2 separate regions of the Mus musculus genome follow, and region 1 is linked to region 2. Evidence: chromatin contacts called from public targeted proximity ligation data. All regions are on one chromosome and are shown on one strand. The core of a region is the stretch at or near the end of the contact, and the rest is flanking DNA. Distances in the headings are between cores, read along the strand shown.

Region 1 (3,164 bases), core at 423-2,922, 55 kb before region 2:
TCTGCTCACTTGAAATACAAGGGCATCGACCCAGGCAAGTGTCAGAGCGTCACAGAGCTTATTTAACACTTTTATTAACATATCTATGCACCAAGAAATCTTCCAAGGTTTGTCCTCCACCCTATGCCCTACTGGCCTGCCTCCTCGTGTGGGTTCAGGCTTGCTCCAAGACAGTTTCTGTGTCGTCTTCAGCGTTTTCTGCCTCCTCCAACTGTGGGCTGAGAGGGGCCTGATCTTCCAACAGGGCTGTGGGAAGCTTGGAACTGGACTTTGCAGGTGTGTCAATTTCTGGAGAGACCTCACGCAAGGAGGGCTGTGGAGAGATCCGAGAGCCCTCGCGCGACCGCAAGGTACCAGAGGTCATGGATGGAACCCTGGAGCCCTTGCGTGACGGGGTCGCGGATGAGACACGCGAGTCCTTGCGTGATGGAGTCAGAGATGAGACTCGAGATCCTGGATGTGATGGACTCCGGAGAGCAATCACTGACCCAGCCTTCTGAGATAGGCCCGGAAGAGACTCACTGGACAATATAGATGGAGTCTTGGAGGGTCGGTGTGACAGATCCATGGATTGGCCCCGGGAGGTTGGAACTGACTGGGGCGTAGCCTGGGCTTTTAAAACGTGACTGGTTGACCCGATGCGCAAGCTGGGTTGGAGGCTTTGGGGTGGCTGCCAGAGCGGTGGCCCCCCGGGGCCCCTTTGCAACCAGCCGTGCATTTGCTCCAGGTTCTTCAAGTCCACATGCTCCCGGCGCAGCTGCTCCCGCTGCTCTAGCAGCTGCTGTCGCATGTCCTGCAGTAACTGGGTCCTCTGGAGAAGTCTCATGAGTTCTTGTCGGAGATACCCGTTGTCCGCCTTGAGGGCCTGTGCGTGGGAAATGAGGGAACGTGCGGCCTCCCGCTCGGAGCGGCGCGTCAGGGACTGCACTTGCAGCCGCGCCTCCCGCTCGAAAGCCGTCTTCTCATCTAGGAAGCGTCGCTTCACCCCGTGGAGGAGCTGCGTGTGCTCCACGCGCATGTGCAGCAGCTCGCGCTCCAGGGTCCGGATTCGCGCCAGCTGCTCCAGCTGCAGCTCCTACATGGGGTGGGGTGAGGGTTGGGGAGCAGGGGGCGCCGATCAGCGCACCGGTAGGGAGCGCGCCCATCCCTCTGGAGCCCGCCCGGTCCTCGGGGGGCGCGCGCACTGGCCTTGTAGGGCTGGAGCTCCTGCACCCGCTGCGTCATGTTTTCCGCGCGCTTCTTCATTTCCTGCAGCTGAGCGCGCACCCCGTCCTCACGGCCGTGGTAGAAGGACGCTAGCTCCGCTCGCTGCCACCGGATCTGCGCCAGATCCATGCGGTTCTGGTCTTCGACGCGCACGACGGCGTTGGCGCAGCGCAGAGCGTGCGCGCTCACGTAACCGACATAAAGCCGGTTCTCTTCGCGCAGGCGCTGCGCCTCTCTGTTCAGGAACTCGTTGTCCTGCAGCACCTCGTCGATCCGCTGCTCACAGGCCACCAGGCTTTCTGAGAGCAACGCGTACTCGCGCTGTAGGTACTGCGCGCGCTCCGAGAGCGGTTGCTCTGTAGTTTCCTGCTTGCGCCCCGCGTTTTGTCCGCGCTTCTTCTTGGGCGCCATGGCTTGAGGCCCAAGCCAACTGGACTCATGAGAGCGCTGTGCTCCACCCGCTCCCCCAGCTCAGTTACTCTCCCTTCTTAACCCGAAAATTCTGGAGAACTGCACCCTAGGTTCAAGGGTGTGTCTTCTGATTATGAGGTTCAGAGCAGGCAGGATTAAGGATCAGAGAGCACCGTGGCCAATCTGTATATAAGCGTTCCCTCCAGACCACAGCTTTCGCATCCTGGTGCGTAGCTCTAGGAATGTTGATGTCCAGCTTGAACAACCTCTATGGAGACAGAACTTGGTTGCAGTGCCTCGACCTCATCCCATTCTGTTGCTCTGGCAACGGCTTGACTCAATCATTCATTCCCTAAGGTTTCTTATATCCTTGCATGATTCTTCAGTTACAGTGTCGCAGGTCAGGCAGAACTTCAGCTTCAAGACACTGAACTAACTTCCAAGTGCCCAGCCTCCACTCACCCGGGTCTTAGTGCTCTTGCTTTCACTCCACTAGCTGCGCTTCAGGCCCCACAGCATAAGGGGACTCTCACCGACGCTCCCTCCTCTATCCAGCTTTGAGCGAGCTCTCCCCCTTTCCTTGTGAAGTCTTCATGCTCTCAGGATGAAGCCTCCCCACAACATTTGTTTATTTGTGGAGACAGAGTTTCCCTGTGTAACAAAGCTCAGGTTGTCCTGGACTCGCTTTGTAGACCAGACTGGCTTCAAACTCGCAGACATCAGCCTGCCTTTGCCTCCGGAGTGCTGGGATTAAAGGCATTCACCACCACGCTCAGCTCCACACAGCATTTCTAAGGGGACGCTTGGCATCTAAAGCCTTGATGGAATGCTACTACCTTTCAGATAAAATGCACGATGAACAACGGTCTTCATTTCATAATCCAAGCGCTGGAGACTCGGTAGCCAAACCAAAGGGAAACTTTATTTTACAGCCTTGCTAAGTCTGCGCAACCTATTGAAAGGGCAAAAGTAGCTAGTCTGCAAGTTTGGCTCAAAACAGTGATATATATATATATATATACACACACACACACCTATATATCCCCCCCCCCCTCCGAATTCCTCATTGGCTAGGTTCTTCAGGGAGGTAAAATTTTCCCTACTTCTCTGATTGGCATAGAAACTTTCCCATCCTTCTGGGGTTCAAAATCTCCCCCCCTTTCCATTTACATGGGCTCAGTCCCTTAGTAGATCTGTGATAAATTTAAAAGGGCCCACGTAGGAAGGTGCCAGATGCAAGCTAGAGAAGCCAGGGACCTAGTGCTTCCTGCTTGTCTGTGGGCCATTAATGAGTGCTAAGTGCCCCTCAGGTTAAAAATGGACTCTTTTGCCCACTTTTTATTTTTATTTTTTGGCCAGTGCACTTTTCCACGAGGCCCATCCATTCTACCTTCTTAGCTTTCTTTGCCCGTAAGCCAGACATCTAGAGGATACAAGGGGTCCATCGGGGATTTAATGTCTCCCTTTTTGCTATGAGCTCTATACGGACAGTGTCTTTACAGGATTCAATCTTGATCAGAAAACATCAGCAGTGTGCCGGTTTGCTA
Region 2 (3,074 bases), core at 411-2,910:
GATACCACACTTGGGCATTACCTTTATTACTTTTAAGTCACCGGAATTTAATTCTGGTTACTCAGGTCCCTTAAAGCTGGGGGTGCCACGAGAAACGGTGGGATAGGTGTCAGGCTTGCTGGCAAACATTTGCTTCTGCACCCACCCCTGAGGAAGGGACAACCAGAGTCTTTGCCCAGCCTGGGAACCCCAGTCTCAGGTGCCACTCCCAGTTTCAACTTCCTATGGACACTTCTCTGGGCCTAGCCTATTTCCTCTTCCTCTTGGGCTAGCAGGTAACGTGGTATCAGCCAGAATCAGGGAGTTCAGAGAGTGCTCCAAGAGCCAGAGTCTCTTGGAGGACATAGAGGCCAGAGGATAGTTGAGCGGCCACAGGGCCGGTAACAGGGGAGCTGCAGTAATAGGGAGGTGCCCTAAATCTCAGCTGTCAGGAAGGACACTCAACACAAAGTACCCGAGCCACGGGCAACCCGCAGGTCAACAAACAAGTTCTGACCTGATTCTCATACCTGACACAAACTTAACAGACCTGAGATTTCAGCACAAACGGTGACGTATTACCCTTTTAGAAATAGGGAAATATCTCTGGGCCCTAGGGCATGTTGAAGCATTCTTAGACACCACACCAAGAAGACAAAAGAAAGAAAAGTTGAACCTCACCAAGATGAGAAGTTTCCCTGCACACACCTGCCTGGCAGGGGAGGCGCCTGTGGTGGTGAGCGTGGTTTTCCCAGGGCGAGGCTTCTCCTCGGCATTACAAATGTGCTGACCTCTGTGATTTCCCTAAATATGGGAAACAGGTGCACAGTGGTAGTGGGTACTGCATTCACATTCTCCCCAGGAAAGGGGGAGGGAGGGAGGGAGGGAGGGAGAAAGAAAGGAGAGAAGAAGGAACAAAGGAAGGAAGGAGAGAAGGAAGGAAGGAAGGAGAGAAGGAAGGAAGGAAGGAGAGAAGGAAGGAAGGAGAGAAGGAAAAAGGAAAAAAAACAAAGGCAGGCAGGCAGGCTTCCCTTCACAAAACCCAGACAAGGAGCAATGGTCAGCTATGGGGAGAGGCTGGTCACAAATCATATACCTGACCAAAGACACTTTCCCGGCAAATGTCGTCTCAGCAGCAAATAAACCTGATGCCCAGCCATGATGGACAGGGATGATGTGTTGTCTCTCCATGATGGACAGGGAGAGGGATGCTCCTGCAGAGGACGTGATGGCTGCAGACCAGCCCAGAACCAGGGTGTCCTGATTCAGCACACACCCTGAGAGTTTGAGTGAAGGGAGGGGTGAACCCGGTGCTGGTGAGGCTGTAGACAAACTGGCCTCTCACACCTTGCTGCAGACAGGACCAAGGGCTCCTCCCTCTGCAAACTTTGAAGATCTAAGCACAGCTTGTACCTCGGCAATCACATTCTCGGGCACTTAGCCCGGTAGAGTGAAGCTTGTGTCCACATAATAATGTCCACTGGAGCCTGCGTGGTAACAGCCTCGAACTGGGCACAACCCAGATACAGATAACCTTTCCTGGTGAAGGTTGGTACACACACAGCATGGACACCTTCCAGCCACAGAGGTCGTGGTATGTCAGCAACCCACAGAGTTCTCCAGGGAACTGTGAGAGAACCTCCCACCACAGTACTCAGTACATCCTTCCGCCTCCAAACGGCAAAATGATAAAATGGAAGAGAGCTTGCTGGTTTTTACAGGAGGGAAAGGAGAGGTGGGTGTGGTGAGTGGCAAAGGACAGCGGGACAATGACTTGGTGTGGGACAGAACCCATCGGCTCGTTCTTACATTTGCCAGACTCAGGCGTCGGTTAACTGAGCTAATATTCCACTTGCTGTGCACTATGTCTTCCTTTCGATGAGCTGCATCTTCCTCCTGCTACTTCATCAACACTAAACTACCGATCAGCTCATGTGACAGCCATCAGCTCCTGCTTGTCACGTCACCCTCTTGTACTCTTTGGTTTCCGTTGATTACGGCTCTTCCACCCACAGACCAACCCTCAAGTTTGTAAGCTGTTTCCAAGCACCAGAAGATAACAGCCCAGCTCTGCAGGACTAGAGATAACCATCAAGTTCCTTGGCAAAATCTTGGCACATGGTTCTCAATAAATATTCTTTTAAATAAAAAGCCACGGTTTATTTAATATCTGAACTTCTGGCTCACACAGATGACTGTCCGTCTGGGTGAGCATTTACCCGAGTACTCATCCCTTCTCTTGCCTTGCATCCACTACTCTGTCTACCCTGTAATTTTTTACTCATCTTGGATGTTACTTGGTAAAATACAGATCATTGGCTGAGCATTGAACGCAACGAAGTTGTGTGTGTGGCTCTGTGGCTCACCACAAGACATACCCAGGGGAAACCATATAAGGGATGCCATAGTGCCAGAGCCCCACCTCCTGCCCAGGGGACTACATGGTAGATTTTATAGGAAATACTTTCTTTGCTTCTCCTGTCCTGTCATTTACTCTGTATTTAAACAACTATTCTTTTTTTCATTCATTTGTTCGTTCATTCATTCATTCATTCATTGATCCATTTAGTTGCCCATCTATCCATTTTTAGGCCCAAATGTCCCGGCACAGTAGCTTAGTCCCACTGTTTCAAATCACGTAAGGTCATGCATCATTGATCTGGCATCTCATTGTAAACTGTGTCATTTGCACAGAGTTGTATTTTGCCCCCTTTCACTGGGATGGAGAAATGAGTTTACCGGTATGAGGCTTGACTTATCTGATACCTCTTTTGGAGTGCCAGGTGTGGCCGTGGTGTGCTGCGTGCATCCTTGAGTGTCTGTTGTGCACACTCACATGCTGTGTGCACAACAGACGTGTCTGCCGTGCACCCTCCCATAGCCCCACGGCTGCTGCAGCCCACTCCCTCCTACCAGCAGTACCTTGAGGTCCTCCCCACTCAATATTCATTCCCTGCAATGTTATTCTTGTGACTTTTGAAGACCCTTGGTGGGTATCTTCGCTGTACTCATTGGTTTTCTGCTGCTGTGATAAAATACCACAGCCAAAAGTAACTTAGAGAAGAAAGAGTTCATTTGGCCTTGGCCCTAGGAGA

The links.
Region 1: a targeted proximity ligation map of memory CD8 T cells shows a contact between it and region 2, with 274 read pairs. A contact is called at or near these places in 9 of 39 promoter capture datasets (the 3T3-L1 cell line, 3T3-L1-derived adipocytes, the HPC-7 cell line and 3 more), 1 of 484 Hi-C or Micro-C datasets (embryonic stem cells), 8 of 130 datasets of targeted methods (double positive thymocytes, embryonic stem cells, forebrain and 3 more) and 3 of 9 other capture datasets (adipose tissue, liver and pancreatic islet).

The regions. Positions count from the first base shown.
Region 1 is chr15:75,980,613-75,983,776 of GRCm38.p6, forward strand. It overlaps Ccdc166 (coiled-coil domain containing 166), which reads right to left and starts at 1,673. Exons shown (of 2, transcript NM_146059.2): 1 at 1,189-1,673; 2 at 1-1,075. The coding sequence starts at 1,617. The coding sequence ends at 155.
Region 2 is chr15:76,035,776-76,038,849 of GRCm38.p6, forward strand. The region is part of intron 7 of Iqank1 (IQ motif and ankyrin repeat containing 1); the gene reads left to right. Among named protein-coding and RNA genes, the nearest start is that of Iqank1, 27 kb to the left of the region's middle.